3 separate regions of the Mus musculus genome follow, and regions 2 and 3 are each linked to region 1. The links are chromatin contacts, called in public Hi-C maps. All regions are on one chromosome and are shown on one strand. The core of a region is the stretch at or near the end of the contact, and the rest is flanking DNA. Distances in the headings are between cores, read along the strand shown.

Region 1 (5,039 bases), core at 2,076-4,575:
CTCTCAGCCTCAGACTGACAGTTATACCATCCACACCTCTGCAGGTCTCCGGAACCTCTGAACTTGTGATTGTCATACAACTGACTTCCCTGGCCCTCTATCTGTGTATCACAGCCTCTCCTAGGCTCCCTAATTGAGAGAGCAAATTCTCTAAGTTATTTCCCATAACTCCTTCTCTCTCCTAAATAGAGATGGATAATGGCAGATAGAGATAGATTGGTGATAGATAGATAGATAGATAGATACATACATACATACATACATACATACATACATACATACGATAGGTAAATAGATAATAGTTATGGTAGATGATATAGGTGACTATAGATATAGATAGATGAAAGATAGATGATAGATGATAGATATAGCTAGATGATAGATAGATAGATAGATAGGATAGATACATATAGATGATAGATAGATGATAGATGGATGGATGATAGATGGATGGATGGATTAGGTAGACAGACAGACAGACAGACACAGATAGATGATAGATAGATAGATAGATAGATAGATAGATAGATAGATAGATAGATAGATAATGGATGGATGGATGGATGGATGGATGGATGGATTAGGTAGGTAGGCAGACACAAAGATAGATAGATAAATAGATGATAGATAGATAGATAGATAGATAGATAGATAGATAGATAGATAGATAGGATAGATAGATAGATAGATAATAGATGGATGGATGGATGGATGGATGGATGGATGGATGGATGAGGTAGGTAGACAGACAGACAGAGATATAGATAGATAGATAGATAGATAGATAGATAGATAGATAGATAGATAGATAGATAATGGATGGATGGATGGATGGATGGATGGATGGATTAGGTAGGTAGACAGACAGACAGACAGACAGATAGATAATGGATGGGTAGATAATAGATAGCAAGGGAGACAGATAGACAATACACACAAAGGTAACACAGACAGAGGAGGCATGGGGACAGGGTGAGAAATAACCGTTTGTTGACATCTCCATCTCCAACGGGGGCCTTGTCTATTCATTTAGGGACCCTTGGCTACTCTGCCGCCTTCCTTCAAACAAGGCTGATAGAGACAGAGTGTTAAATAGATTATGCGTTGGTGGCTGGGATAGAAAGATAGAACTCATCTTCAGCAATGAAGTGTTAGAGAATCAGCTAGAAAACAAACTGGTCAGACTTGACGTTGCTGCTGCGTGAAGCAGGCTTCCGGCCATGCGTGGAGGAGGTCGGACCCCTCTAGGATGCTTCCAGCCTCAGGGTCCTGGCATGAGAAACCCAGTCTGGGAGCATCCAGGGCTTCCTTCATCTGTGGACCTTTCTCTCCAACATCAGAAGGAACCCGGCAGTTGGCCAACAGGCACACATTCCAGACACACACCCAGCTAATGAAAACCACACACAGGCGGGAAAGGAGATGAGCATTACCTGCGCCACGGACAATCTGGAACGAGGGAGGCAGATGGAAAATCGCCTCAGGGACTTTACTCAGAATCTGCTACATCTAAGCAGGAATCGAGTTTCTCAAAAATAAAACCGTTCTGTTTACAAACATACTGTTTTTGCCAAAGAGAATTCTTTATTTTAGGTGCTTTGGGAAAACTGCAGAGTCCTTGAGTTTAGGGCCAAAGACGCCCAAAATGTTGCAATCCTAAACCTTTGGCCGTGACAAAAACATGTTTGCAAGTGGAAACTTTTCGGTGTGGGGCTTCTCCTGCTGTTTTGTTTGGGTGTGTGTTTGCTTGCTTGCTTGGTGCCAAAGGATTTCCTCCAAGGCTTCCCAGAAGCAGGGAGCTGGGGTCAGCACTCCTTGGTGTGTTGGCCTCCGGCCACTTGTGCCCCTCCTCAGACAAACTGAACAGTTTGAGAAGGGGGAAAAAAAGTCAGCTTGGGGAGCTATTGTCTCCCTGCCTCCAAAGTAGTTGGGAATTTTTGTTTGTTTTACTGCTGTTGTTTTGCTTTTGTTTTTTAAGATTTCCTTGTTTTATGTATGTGAGAACATTGTTGCTGTCTTCAGACACACCACAAGAGGGCATCAGATCCCATTACAGATGGATGTGAGCCACCATGTGGTTGCTGGGAATTGAACTCAGGACCTCTGGAAGAGCAGTCAGTGCTCTTAACCACTGAGCCATCTCTCCAGCCCCTTCAAGTGTGTGTGTGTGTGTGTGTGTGTGTGTGTGTGTGTGTGTGTGTGCCACATGCAAGGCTTTTTTGGGTTTTTGGGTTTTTGGTTTTTTTGCTGTTGTTGTTGTCGTTTGTTGTTGTTTGTTTTTTGTTTTGTTTTGTTTTTTGATTTTTTTGTTTTTTTACCCTTGGTTCTGGCAATCTAGATTCAGGTCCTCATTGTTGCATCCAGCACCCTCCCAACCCTGCCTTTAGGGGAGAATTGGATGTCCACAGTTGACTCTCCATTAGCCAGCCCTTCCCTTTCCACCTCTCGGCTATACCAGTGACAGTTTCATATATTTACAATGGCTCTTGGCCTATCAAAACCAGGCATTGAGGGAGGCCCAGCCCCTCAAATAGATCCTCATGGGAGGCAGGGACAATGGCTGTGCCCTCAGCCTCTGGTTCACTCTGAGTGTGCTGGAAGCCGCTCGCTCATTCTGCTCTTTGCCTCTCAATTGGTCGCTCTGAGAGAATAAGGAGTCCAAGCAGCACACCCAACACAGGACAAAGACAAACCGAAGCAGGAGACCGGGGGCTGGACCTGATGGAGTACTGAGGCCAACACAGGGCTCAGGGCGGCACTCAGCCTAGACGGGCAGCTGAGAGAGAAGAGAACGGCACCCAAGTAAGTCCTGAGAGTCCAGGGGAACCGAGTTCAAGGGCCACCGTGGTTACCTGGGTAGCAGCGGGCTGTGCACCAGCATCACACGGCACTCCACCGTCATCCATCTTCTCTAGAGCGACGCCCAAACTCCCTCAAACTCCCTCTGAGTTCAGTGAGGACCTCAGCGCCTCGTGAGCCAAACATGATGAGCCCATCTTGAGAGTCAGAAAGGGCGTTCCGTCCCCGTGCCCCCCCCCCCCACCTCTGTTCCTTGTGATCCGTACTACCTCTGAGTCAGGACTGTCCTGTGTCTTCGACCACACGGGGACGGGGACTGTGCTTTCTGCCTACAACACTCTACTTACATCGGCCTAACTTCTGCTCGTTTTCAGACCATTTCAGACAGCCTGTGGGTCACCAGGTCTCCTCCTCCAGGAAGCCCCATGCTTTCGCCAGCAGCAGTGATTCCCACTGGCCAAAATAACAATACATTAAAGAGACCTCAAAGGTAAGCAATGGTGTTGACATCAGAAACTGGTCGCCTCGGAATCCAGCGATGAGGTCACCCCTAGGCAACAGGGACGCTCATGCGTCTGTTGCCATGGCAACCGCCACACATCATTCCCCCCCCCCCCCCCCAATGTGCGCCTCACCTGCGCACTTCACCTGCGCACCTGATATTCATGGTTACATCCCGGCCTGAATAAAAGGCAGGGCCCCAGACCCCTCTCCCCTTCTTTGTTCCCCTCATTCCTCCTCCTCACCCCCTCTTTCCCCAGTAAATCTCTTCTCATAGAGCTGTGCTGCTGTGGTGTGATCTGTCCAGATACAAGCCACCTTCTAACACAACAGTTGGGCAGTGGTACCACGCGGCCAGCAGGCCAGCAAGAACCCTGTCCCTTGGGAGAGCTTCAGCTGCTGGGTGGTAGCGAGATGTCTGTCACTGTTGTGGGTGGTAGCGAAATGTCTGTCACTGTGGCAGACGCTACATTTCTAGAAACGTGAGTTTTCCTCTCTGCCTCTCCAGCCTGAAGGGAGGAGCATCCAGATCTCTGCCTCCGCCAGAAATCCTCTTACAGGATGTGAGTGTTGGGGGAGGGGAGGCATTCGGTAATTTCCCTCTCTACCTTGCTGCCCTGAGACAGCATCTCTCTGAATCAGAATCTGCTGCTTTGAGCAGGCTGGTTTGTTCCACACTCTCTGCATTGGCCCGTCTCTGCCCCCAGTGCTGGGCCTGAAAACACTGGAGTTTTTGTACAAATATCAGGGATCAGGAGTCAAGTTCTCATGCTGGCCTCTCACCCAGTGAGCCGCTCCTCGGGCCCTCCCCTTACACTCTATGAGCTGGAATTAGTTTGCATATCCGTCATTCTGCCAAGGGGGTACATATGGCACAAGTGACATTATCACTCGACCACCCCTGGGGACTCCACATGGGCTCAGCTTCCTCTGAGGTGCTTGGCTGAAGAGCTGAAGAGCAGGAGTGGCTCTCTGATTAAAGATGTTATCTAGAAAAAAAGTTAGAAGCGGCAGGCAGTTGGTGGGATTCATCTTGTTCTATGGTCCTTGAAGAGACTTAGCATCCTTGTTGAAGACGTTGCCTGACCTGGAGATAAAAACCTGGCCTTCTACCCACCACTGCACACAAGCTCTCTGCTCTCCACCGTCTCTGCATACTGAAGCTCCATCACCCTGAGGAGACTTTCTGAACCCTCCAGCCACACACACACTGTCCCCAGTACTGTGACCTATACTCCGATGTTATCACATAGCAGTCTTTCTTAACATTTTCGGACTGTAAAAGCCCCAGAATGACAAGTCAGATGTGCCTTGCTTACCCTGAGGTCTGGCCAGCATCTGTCTCTGTGCTCGGTACATATGAGATGCTCTACAAACAGCCGTGAGTGAACAGAAGCCCTAAGTCAGCATCCAGGATGGAACATCTGCCCCTGAGGGCCACTGTGCCTCTGCTGTGTGTGCCTGGGCAAGTTGCTGAGCCTCTTGCAAACAAAATTAAAACTCCTGGAGGTCTCCAAGACCCTTATCAGGGCTTCTGATGAACAAATTGCTACAATGTAATAAAAATCTACCCTTCCGCTGTGTGAAGTTCAGAAGCCAAGAAAGAGTCTGCTCTTCTGGAATCCCAGAAGAAGGATTCACCCCTTGCCTCTACCGTAGACCCTGCTGGCCACTGGCAACCTGTGGAACTCGTGCATTGGCAGCAGCATTCCATTCTCTGCCTGCATCTTTACATCAAT
Region 2 (4,608 bases), core at 2,080-4,579, 100 kb before region 1:
CCCTCTGGTGGCACCCTCTGATGGCATCTGAACTGCTGGGTCATGCCCTCTGCCCCGGCTGGCCCCTACCGACATGACACCCTTTCCTCCGTGGTTACTTTAGGCCTCTGAGAACATCTTCCCCTTCCCTCAACTCTCACTCTCTAATGGAAAGGACCACTCTGAAGCAGAGAAGTACAAAATAAATTGAATATTCTAGCTAGTCGATATAAAAGATACACAATCCAGGAATTTTATTTACACGCTATAACCTGATTGGTCAGGTTTTGGGCTATTCTATCTTACGTCCCAGCCATATGTCCCTTGCTACTTCCTGTTTCTCCTAGCCACATGCCCACGGTGCATTTCCTCTCATGGCGGCTTCCTACTCTCATCCTCTCCTATCCTCTTTTTCTCCCAACTCTACCTGGGACCCAACCCCCAACCCCCAGCCAGGTAACTGAAAATCTGCCTACCTCCATCTACTGCCCAATTATGGTATTTAGCCTCTTATTGACCAATTAACTTAGGGAACAAGGTTAGAGTACTGGCTAGTTTTGTGTGTCAACTTGACACAAGCTGGAGTTATCACAGAGAAAGGAGCTTCAGGTGAGGAAATGCCTCCATGAGATTCAGCTGTAAGGCATTTTTCTCAATTAGTGATCAAGTGGGGAGGGTCCCTTGTGGGTCGTGCCATCTCTGGGCTGGTAGTCCTGGGTTCTATAAGAGAGCAAGCTGAGCAAGCCAGGGGAAGCAAGCCAGTAACTCACATCCCTCCATGGCCTCTGCATCAGCTCCTGCTTCCTGACCTGCTTGAGTTCCAGTCCTGACTTCCTTTGGTGATGAACAGCAATGTGGAAGTGTAAGCTGAATAAACCCTTTCCTCCCCAACTTGCTTCTTGGTCATGATGTTTGTGCAGGAGTAGAAATCCTGACTAAGACAGCTGCATAGTATCTTTTGTGATAAGTGAGGATCTTAGTCAGGGGCATCCAGATCTTGGGTGCCAGCATTAGCATTTGAATACAGAGCAGCATCAAGCCAACCCCCTACAGAGAAGCCTATTTGAACCAGCTGTACCTGTTGGTTGTCACCAAAATGGGCTTTGCCAAGTACAGTAAGGAAGACGACTCACTGTTATACTGACAGAGAAACTACTCATCACCCTGAGCCCGAGACCCATCTCCTCCATATACCAACACAAAGGGCTTTTTATAGAAGAAGCAGAGAGGCTGCCACATTGGATAAATGCGATTTGTTTCATGCTGTGATTCTTAACTAAAACAAACCCCCACGCACCTTTGACTATTATTAGGTCAGTGTTGCATGGTGTGATGGTTGGAACTTTCCCTTCAAACGTGGTCTATTGGAAACATAATCTCACTCTGACAGCTGGAACGCAGAACCTAGTAACAGGCAGTGGGATCCTGGGGTTTTAGAAAAGAACACTGTTGCAAATTGATTTCTACTGCGCAGGCATCTCACACAAAATGAGCTCGGCCTCACCTGGCACCTGCTGTCCTGAGGTAACTGCCCTCCCTCTACAGCCATCTTGCAGGAGTGGCTAAGATACTAGGCAGATAGTGGAGGTGTCTTGGTTTTGAACTCCCAACTCTAAGAACTGTAAGGTTAATTAATTTCTTTCCTTGTGAATGCCCCAGTCTGTGGTGTTCTGTTTTTATAGCAACACAGGCAGGTAAGACACATGATTTTGGAGCCAACAGAGACTAGATACTAGGAACAGGTCAAACTCCTAAAAATCACTTTGGGCAAGATCTTCCCTTCCCTTCTCCAAGAGAAGTTATTGTCTGGACATTTCTGATGCTGATAGCTCCTACCAGAGACACCATGGCTTGATGGCTCTTTCCAAAGACTCCATGGCTGGTGGGCAAGAGAGCAGGCCTTCTGTGGTGCTGACATGCAGGCAGAAGGGGACCGTGGTGATCATGTGTCTCTGGCAGAAAGAGATTCTGAGATGCTGACATTAAAGAGCTTGAGGGAGTCCATGCCCTGATTCCTGTGATGCACCTCCTGCCCCCAGGCCCCATCATCCACAGATCCGCACCTCCCAAATTTTGAATTCATCAATGAATAATTTTTTCACTTGATCAGAACCCTCATAATCATCTCTAGATATGCAACCTGATATTCCTAAGGGTGTGTTTAGACCTCTGGGCATTTCTGACCATTAGAATCAGCCATATGAGAGTCACCATGAGGTACCGGTTCAAGCCCCAGATGGCCCAGCTTACAGCTCTGTCCACAGTTCTTGGCTCTGAGCTCTTCTACCACATCACACTGGGTGGTTTATTTCCCATCTGCCCTTTGAGTTAGAAGTCAGACGATGTGAAAAAAGTAACTTCCTGTTTAGGAAGCATCCATTTATTAAAACAAAAATAATAGGTCCCCACTAAGGCCTATGACCTTCCCGGCCATGAGCTCTTGACCTAGTTTTCTGTACCAGGGATGGGATCACTCTTCTTGAGCAGGCTCAACTCCAACCAGAAATCAGTTGGTTACTCTCACAATATAATATTATAATTGTATATATTAGATATAACTAATGTGACACAATATATGATGTAAATATAATATAATATAATATAAATAGTCATGCCATTATATCAGTTGGGACATCTTGCCTGGCAGGACATTTCTGTAAGTTCACATCTGGGCAAAACTATAAATGGCCTCTCTGACTCCTCCCTCTCCCTCTCCTCTCTTTAGCTGGGAAGCCTCCCTCCCAGAGCTCATTTCCTTCCACCCTGCAGGGCTTGGGGCTGACTGTCTGATGCCGCGTCCTCTGTAGACCTGGTCATGCAGGAGGAGTTTCCTTTCTGAAGCTCTGTCGTTTGCTGTCAATGGATGGCAATGCAACCCACAGCCAGTCAGCCATGACCCTGTCCTGCTCTGCGTAGCTCCCTCACCCACCTCAGAGGGTGACACTCCTCCATGACCAGACTGAGAGAGATGGCTGAACCATACCAGAGCACAGTCCTCACTGTGAGTGACACACCATCCTGGGCTCATCCTCTCTGTGCCTTCTATCACCTGACCCCACCCCTACCTCTGTTCCTGTATCTTGGAAGTCCTTAGAGGACCTCGAAACTATTTCATCTTGTCATCATTGCGGGCCCCCCACCCACCCACCCTGTCTGTCCTGTTTTGACTCTGTAACAATTTTCTCATTTATATCAGTCAAGAACACCTCAGGCCAAGAACAGACTAAACCGCAAAGGTCTCTGAAGTTCCCGGTCTTCCTTACCACTTTGCTTAAGGGCACTGGCAATGCCCATGTGTTCCTCCTGCATTAGCAAGCTCCGTTTCTTTCTTTTTCAGCATGTGGTTCCACTGGGCATTCTAAATTCGGCACCCTGTTTTTAATGTGTTTATCTAATATCCTTGCCTCTCACCACCTCCCTTGAGGCAAAACTTATCTCCCATGACCCACTGCCAGGCAAACTCCCAAGCAGGCGTGGACCTTCTATGACTTGCCAAGAGTTGCCCAGTCAGTAGTAAGACAAAGCATAAGGACCCATCATCAGAATCCGCTGTCTCCAGGCTAACTGCAGCTCCCACAGAAACAAGAGCATCACCCGGGAGAGAAAGGGAGGCGACTGCAAATCTGATGCTACCTCCTGAGATGGGTCTCAGCTGCGAGTTCTTTCTCGACCATGTTTGCAACCTCCAGCTGTTCCCCTAGAAGAGAGAAACAGAACATATCATTAGACCCTGCTGAGGATGGGGTAGAGACAGATGGTTGGCACTATGGATTGTAGATCATCTCTAGATGGTGGGATTCCATGTAGAGATTTCGGGGTAAAAGAAATATTTTCTAAGGGGAAAATTAAACGTCAGCCAAGAGTAATGAACAGACACTCTGACAGTTCTGCATCATGATGTCTGTTCATGTGTACTGTCTTCCTGACACTTAGAGGCACCTCCTCTCCAAGCACAGTAGACAGAAGTGTCCATCTTTTTATGCTTTTTTTTCTAGCATCCCTTTTATAGCAAAACCCATGAGCAGCCTTTTCCTTATGCCGTGACCCCAGAAGTGTCCTTAGCACTGTTCTGTCATTCCAGAGACAACTCACGTAAGAAAAGGTCACAACACGTGGGACACCGAATGTCTCTCACCAAAAGAGACACTCTGGAAAGTCCAGGTCAGCTGAAGCCTGCAGTACAATGGGCCAAGCTTCCTCTCCCTACTTATTGGATCTGTCCAGACAGCCTGGACAGGCATTTCTGTGCTTCAGGTAGGCAGAGGTATGGTATCTCCTCTCAAGCATAATTAATGTATCCAAAGAAAATAAACACTGAGAGCAGGTGTTCAAATATCCCAAGCAGAGATGAATGCTAAGAAAAGAAATGTAAGTATGATTGAGGAAAAATCTGTTGGAATAAGTAGAGCTCTTCAGACTGTACAGATAAGAAGGTGCAAGAAGCGAGATGTGGGGTCTTTGGGGTATAGTCTGTTCTTTGTCAAAGGTGTCCTTGAGTAGCATTTATGGGAACATGAATAAGAAGGTCGATACAGACCTGGAACAGGAAAAACGCACATCTGGAACTGCAAGTAGACAAGGTCCAAGGTCCTCGGCATGAACAAATGCTAATTGCTCCAACAGGGTCAT
Region 3 (5,008 bases), core at 2,421-4,920, 120 kb before region 1:
CAATCTTCAGTCCAGGTATGCAAGTCTTTAAAGATGAAAAACAAGAGAAGGTTGACCACACTCTGTTAGTCAGCTTCCCATCACTATAACAAAACACTGGACATCATTAGCTTTAAAGAGCAAAGAGTTACTCTACCATTGCTCACAGTTTTTAGGGAATCTAACCCATGCTGATGACTATGGACTAGCAGTGAGCGGAATGCTTCTTGCTAAGAGGGTATTGCTGAGAAAAAGTCTTGTTGTAAAACTTGTGAGAAAAACAAAAACAGGGATGAAGCAAATCCAATTCTCCCGCTTCAGAAGGGTTTCCCACTTCCTCGCTACAGCAGAGAAGACTGTTCACTGCAGCGCACACAGACAGGACACAGACAGACAGCACACAGACACAGACAGCACACAGACACACAGGAGGATGGAAGCAGAGAATGAACTGAGGCCTCTTCAAGCCAAGAAGAGCTAGGATTCCCAGCAGCCTCCGAGACGAAGAAGGAAGTATAGAGTGGATCCAGAGGCTCCAGAACAAATCAGCTTTGTGGAGACCTGGATTTCGAACATCTGGTGTCCAGAGATAGAGGAGAACACATTTCTGCTGTGTGAAGTCACCAAGGTGCTAGTGTTTGTGATTGCAGCCCTGACACAATTATACAACAGGTGGCAAAGCAGAGCCCAGGGAGCAAATGAAACTGTCAGGGAGCAAGGTACACCCCAACAGCAAAGCTATCTCTGCATTGACAGGAGCACAGGCCTTTCTAAACAGAGCATCTAAGAGAGCAGAGCTGCTCAGCTCCTCCAAGTCACCATGGCCCTCCCAAATATGTCACTTGTGATAACTTGTGATATTGTGATTTTTGTCAGATCTGGAAAAGGAACTTTACATTCTTGAAGAAGAAATGGGGGTATTTGTCCAGTGTAGTTCCGTCTGTTTTTAGAATCCTGCTCCCACCCCTGTCAGGCTTAACACACATGTACATACATGTACACGCACGTACACACATGCAAACATACATATGTTCTATATGAACAAACACCACCACCTCCTCCTTCACCAGTATCTACCTTTGGGCTTCCTTGTGTGTCTTTTTAAAAACTATTTGATATGCATGGTATTTTGCTCATGTATGCACATGTATGTCTGTGCATCGTGTGTGTGTGTGTGTGTGTGTGTGTGTGTGTGTGTGTGTGTGTGTGTGCATGTAGCCCTCAGAGACCAGAAGAGGGTGTTGATCCCCCAGAACTGGGGTGACAGATGGTTTCGAGCTGTCAGTATAGTGGAGCTTGGAAATGAACTCAGATCCTCTGGAAGAACAGCCAGTGCATTTAACCATCGAGCCATCTCTCCAGTCTCACCTTGTAAGTCTTTGCACAACAAGGACCATGCTGACAAATGGCCTTAGCACTCAGGGCCGTATCCAGCACAGATTGAGTTACCCTACTTCGTTTTCTGCTGCTGTAAGCAGAATACCAGAGATGAGGAGTAAAAAAGAAACGGGGGTTCAATGGCTCTGAAAGGGAGGAAGCCTCTGGTGGCTGCTGCTGCTGCTGAGGGGACTCCCTGCAGAGCTCTGCTGTCTGGTGTAAGGAACACACAACAAACAGTACCTGAAAGGAAGAGCTGGGACCTTCACTTTGTCCAGGAACTCAGCCCCCAGCCCAAACCCCTGCAGAGAGCAAGTCTCTCTGAGAGAAAGCAGGCTGGCTGGGCAAGACACAGCTCTGTAGCCTAAGGGCAGCACTGGCCAAGCAGTCAGGAAAGAGGGGATATATGTCCACAGGAGAAGAGCAAAGTGACACACTTGAATGTGTGTGGTCACAGGGCACCCATGGACTGAGTTTAGGTTCCACGCCATGCCCTGGGTCCAGTTTACCCCCATCCTTTCTGGAACATTCTGTTTCCAGAAGTGCTTCTACCTTGCGGGCTATGTTCTCCTTGCTTTGCTATTGTTCCTTTCCTGAGGGGAACGTCTCTCTGATGGTGGCTACATACCCCTAAAAGCCTCTCCCGAGTTCCTACTTTCCACAAAGCTGGATCTCTCTTAATATTTCACCGCCATAATTGCCCCAGGCCAATTTCTTCTAAAGGAATTAAAATGCAAATCTAATATTCTAATTGCATAATAGGATAATCTTGGCAGCTTGATCAATACTCTCCCCCCACTGTCAATAATATGGCGGGAAGGCGTGTATGTCAGAGCCCTACGGTCTCACTTTATCACTGGCCCCTCGGCCCATCCGCATCTATGAGATGTGACATTTTATTAGTAGCCTCCCATCCATCAGTTCTAATTTGTGCATCCCGGAGATGCAGGCTGTCATCTCAGCATCTGCATTGCCAAAGTACCAGACAGCCCAGAGCTGATGCTTCATGCTTCCAGCAACTATGGTAAATGACAGGAACAGCCTGGACCACAGCCACATGTGACACTGTCTGATGGAGTGAGGAGCAGGGGACCCACATGAGTCCCCCCTCAAAATAAACATTTAAGATGAGAATACGGAAAGCCCCAAATCCATGACTATAGGCGCAAGGCTCAGACGGCAGTACGTAGTGGGACCCTAGCTGCTTGGGAATTGCCATTTGCCTCAGTTTCCCCTCCCATTCTGTAAGTAAGAATTCTGGCCTGTGTTGTTCAATGTGCAATTCGCTTTGCTTCTAGAGCAGGGAACCTCGCACTCACTGTAGCCTGGGTGATGATACCATTGGCTTGACTCTGGGATGTCTGGGCAATCTGCCAATTAGCAGTAGAAACATCCCAATTAACACTTATCAACAGGAGAACTCAGTTCTCATGACAAAGGGCTTTTTAAGCCCTGGCTCTTAACAGTCCAGGTGTCTTCTTTGTAACGGAAACTTTCAGGTTTCAAATACCAAGTCATTTAACCCAGAACCCTGGCAGTCCATTTACATGTTTAAAGCAGCAAAGGGCACTTATGCCAATGATTATCTATTTCCTTTGGTACAACTTAGCCCATGGGGTGTGAGGGAAACTTTGAAATTCTGTTAAATCTGATTCTAGATAAGTAAGCTGCTTTCAGAGCCATAATCAAGCCAAATATTCAAATTCTTGGAATAATTTTTCTCCTAACATCACAAAACACAACTCAGAAGGTCATTTAGGGCTGGCAAGATGGCTCTGTGGGTAAAGTGTGCTTGCCACAAAACCTAAAGACCTGAGTTTGAGCCCTGGAACCCAGACGGTAGAGAGAGCCAATGCCTGCACTTTACATTCTGACCATCACAGACACATGCACTGTGGCATATGTGTGTGCACACACGAACACTAAATAAATAAATAAATAAATAAATAAATAAATAAATGTAAGGAAACAGATTTCAAGGTACTTAGCTTGGCTGTGTAGATAACTACTTCACAGGTACTTACCTGCATAACTATGTTGCTTGCCGCGAGAATAAATTTTTCTCACTGGTGTTGTTCTTTTAGTTTTTTTGACAACTCTCCGTGATATCTAGGTGTTAGGTAAGGAACTTTCATACACAAGTTTTGTTTCTCCCGTGGGTCTCATGGTGAGCTTGGGAGGTATGTTGTTGCCCCCAGAATGAAACCATGGAAGGAAGAAACACCCCATGATTCTCTGCAGACATGGATGGTGGGGGAGGGGGGAGATGAAAGGATTAATAACAAAAGCAAGAGGAACACACTGAGAAGCAATCTAGGGCAAAGGGTCCATTTTTGAAGGCGGTGAAGGCCGTGGGGTTAAGGAGAGGGAGGAGGGTGGCATAGGAGGAGTTGCTTCCTGAATTACGGATTGAGGGCTAATATTGATCCTTGGCAGAACTAATCATGGCGGGAGGATCTGTGAGCTCAGGGACAAGAAGGCAGTGACTGCCAAGAGGCCAGCAGCCACGGCCAGTCGCCCTTGGCTAATCTTGTTTCCTCTCCCTGTAGGGTTGTTAGGCAGGGTGATCAGTGTGTCTGGCCTTCAGCGAGGCACTTGACAGAGCTTCTCAGGATATTCCTGTGGACAAGATGGAGAAAGGGGGCTGGGGTAGAGTTCTAAATGAATTTGTAACTGGTGAGCAAAGAAAGCCAAAGTGCTGATGGACAGAGGCATAACAATGTGAGAGGAGTGAGCCCTGGCCGGCCAGGCTATGCGTCTGAGATGGGCCCAGCCCTGTGAGCATGATCATTAAAGGACACTTGTCGGAAAATTGAATGACATCATTGCAGGAGATGTGTTTATCATGCTACACAAAAGAATCAGGATCCTGAATGGTCCCATTCTGCTATTCCAGTGGCCCCAAACTGTCCAGAAGAAATGCAATAAGGAGTGAATACAAAATCCCTTCATTGATTCTAAAATCAATAATGAAGAGGAGAGGTCAAGATCCTTGGCCATGGAACAGTTTGTTGAAGGAACATCTAGTCCAGGCACATTGTGTCCCCATGTTACATGGTTGCCAACAAACAAACCCTAGGGGACATGGGACTGCATTAGCTGAAATTCAGAGCCACTTAAAAGGCAGTGGCCATTGTAAGTTTAATTTTTTTCAAAGCCTACTTTTAATGATGGTCCTTAAAGGTTTTAACCTCCCTTCTAGCCCACCGCCCACAAGAGGTAATGGAAAAGAAAGGCTATGGGGGAAGTGGACCTGTTTAGAAACCATTCTTTAGAGCAAATCCCCTCTGCGTTATCAGGAATTTAGCAGTTCAGCTCACAGATCAGCAGCAGCAGCAGCAGCAGCAGCTCAATCCACTCTCCAGGACTTCACGACTTTATCAGCAGTACCGATTGGTAGAGCCGAGATAGCAAGCACGAGTCAGCAGCAGTGGCATGACTTAGCAGAGACAGCCAGGCCTCCGCTGAACTGACCTGAGTCAGAAGAAGGGACCAGGCCCAAGAGGGACGAAGACCAACAGGAACACCAGGAGTTGTTTCTTGTGCCTCTCTCGGAGAAGCAAGGATCAGCGAAGACACAAGACCAAGAAGCGTTGCACAGCTCACTCTACAAGCAAGCCCCTCTCACAGTCCATTGAGTCCTAGTTATACT

The links. A called contact is a pair of places that touch in the nucleus more often than the background predicts.
Region 2: a contact with region 1 is called in a Hi-C map of Sertoli cells, with 2.1 times the contacts expected there. The contact joins the promoter of 1810053B23Rik here to the promoter of 1700029J03Rik in region 1. A contact is called at or near these places in 3 of 484 Hi-C or Micro-C datasets (the HL-1 cell line, Sertoli cells and liver), 1 of 115 datasets of contacts at active chromatin or transcription factors (double positive thymocytes) and 1 of 9 other capture datasets (embryonic stem cells).
Region 3: a contact with region 1 is called in a Hi-C map of the N1E-115 cell line, with 1.9 times the contacts expected there. The contact joins the enhancer-like site here to the promoter of 1700029J03Rik in region 1. A contact is called at or near these places in 4 of 484 Hi-C or Micro-C datasets (the AML12 cell line, the N1E-115 cell line, cranial neural crest and 1 more), 3 of 115 datasets of contacts at active chromatin or transcription factors (double positive thymocytes, embryonic stem cells and large pre-B cells) and 1 of 9 other capture datasets (embryonic stem cells).

Annotation. Positions count from the first base shown.
Region 1 is chr16:93,455,547-93,460,585 of GRCm38.p6, forward strand. It overlaps 1700029J03Rik (RIKEN cDNA 1700029J03 gene), which reads right to left and starts at 3,326. Exons shown (of 3, transcript NR_040494.1): 1 at 3,147-3,326.
Region 2 is chr16:93,355,383-93,359,990 of GRCm38.p6, forward strand. 1810053B23Rik (RIKEN cDNA 1810053B23 gene) reads right to left here and starts at 3,330. Exons shown (of 4, transcript NR_040489.1): 1 at 3,243-3,330.
Region 3 is chr16:93,331,146-93,336,153 of GRCm38.p6, forward strand. No RefSeq gene overlaps it. Among named protein-coding and RNA genes, the nearest start is that of 1810053B23Rik, 25 kb to the right of the region's middle. Within about 2 kb of position 3,671, at least 18 of the 459 cell types and tissues checked have an H3K27ac peak or open chromatin away from gene starts, as enhancers often do. A contact at or near this core is called in the N1E-115 cell line and liver, where this site is marked.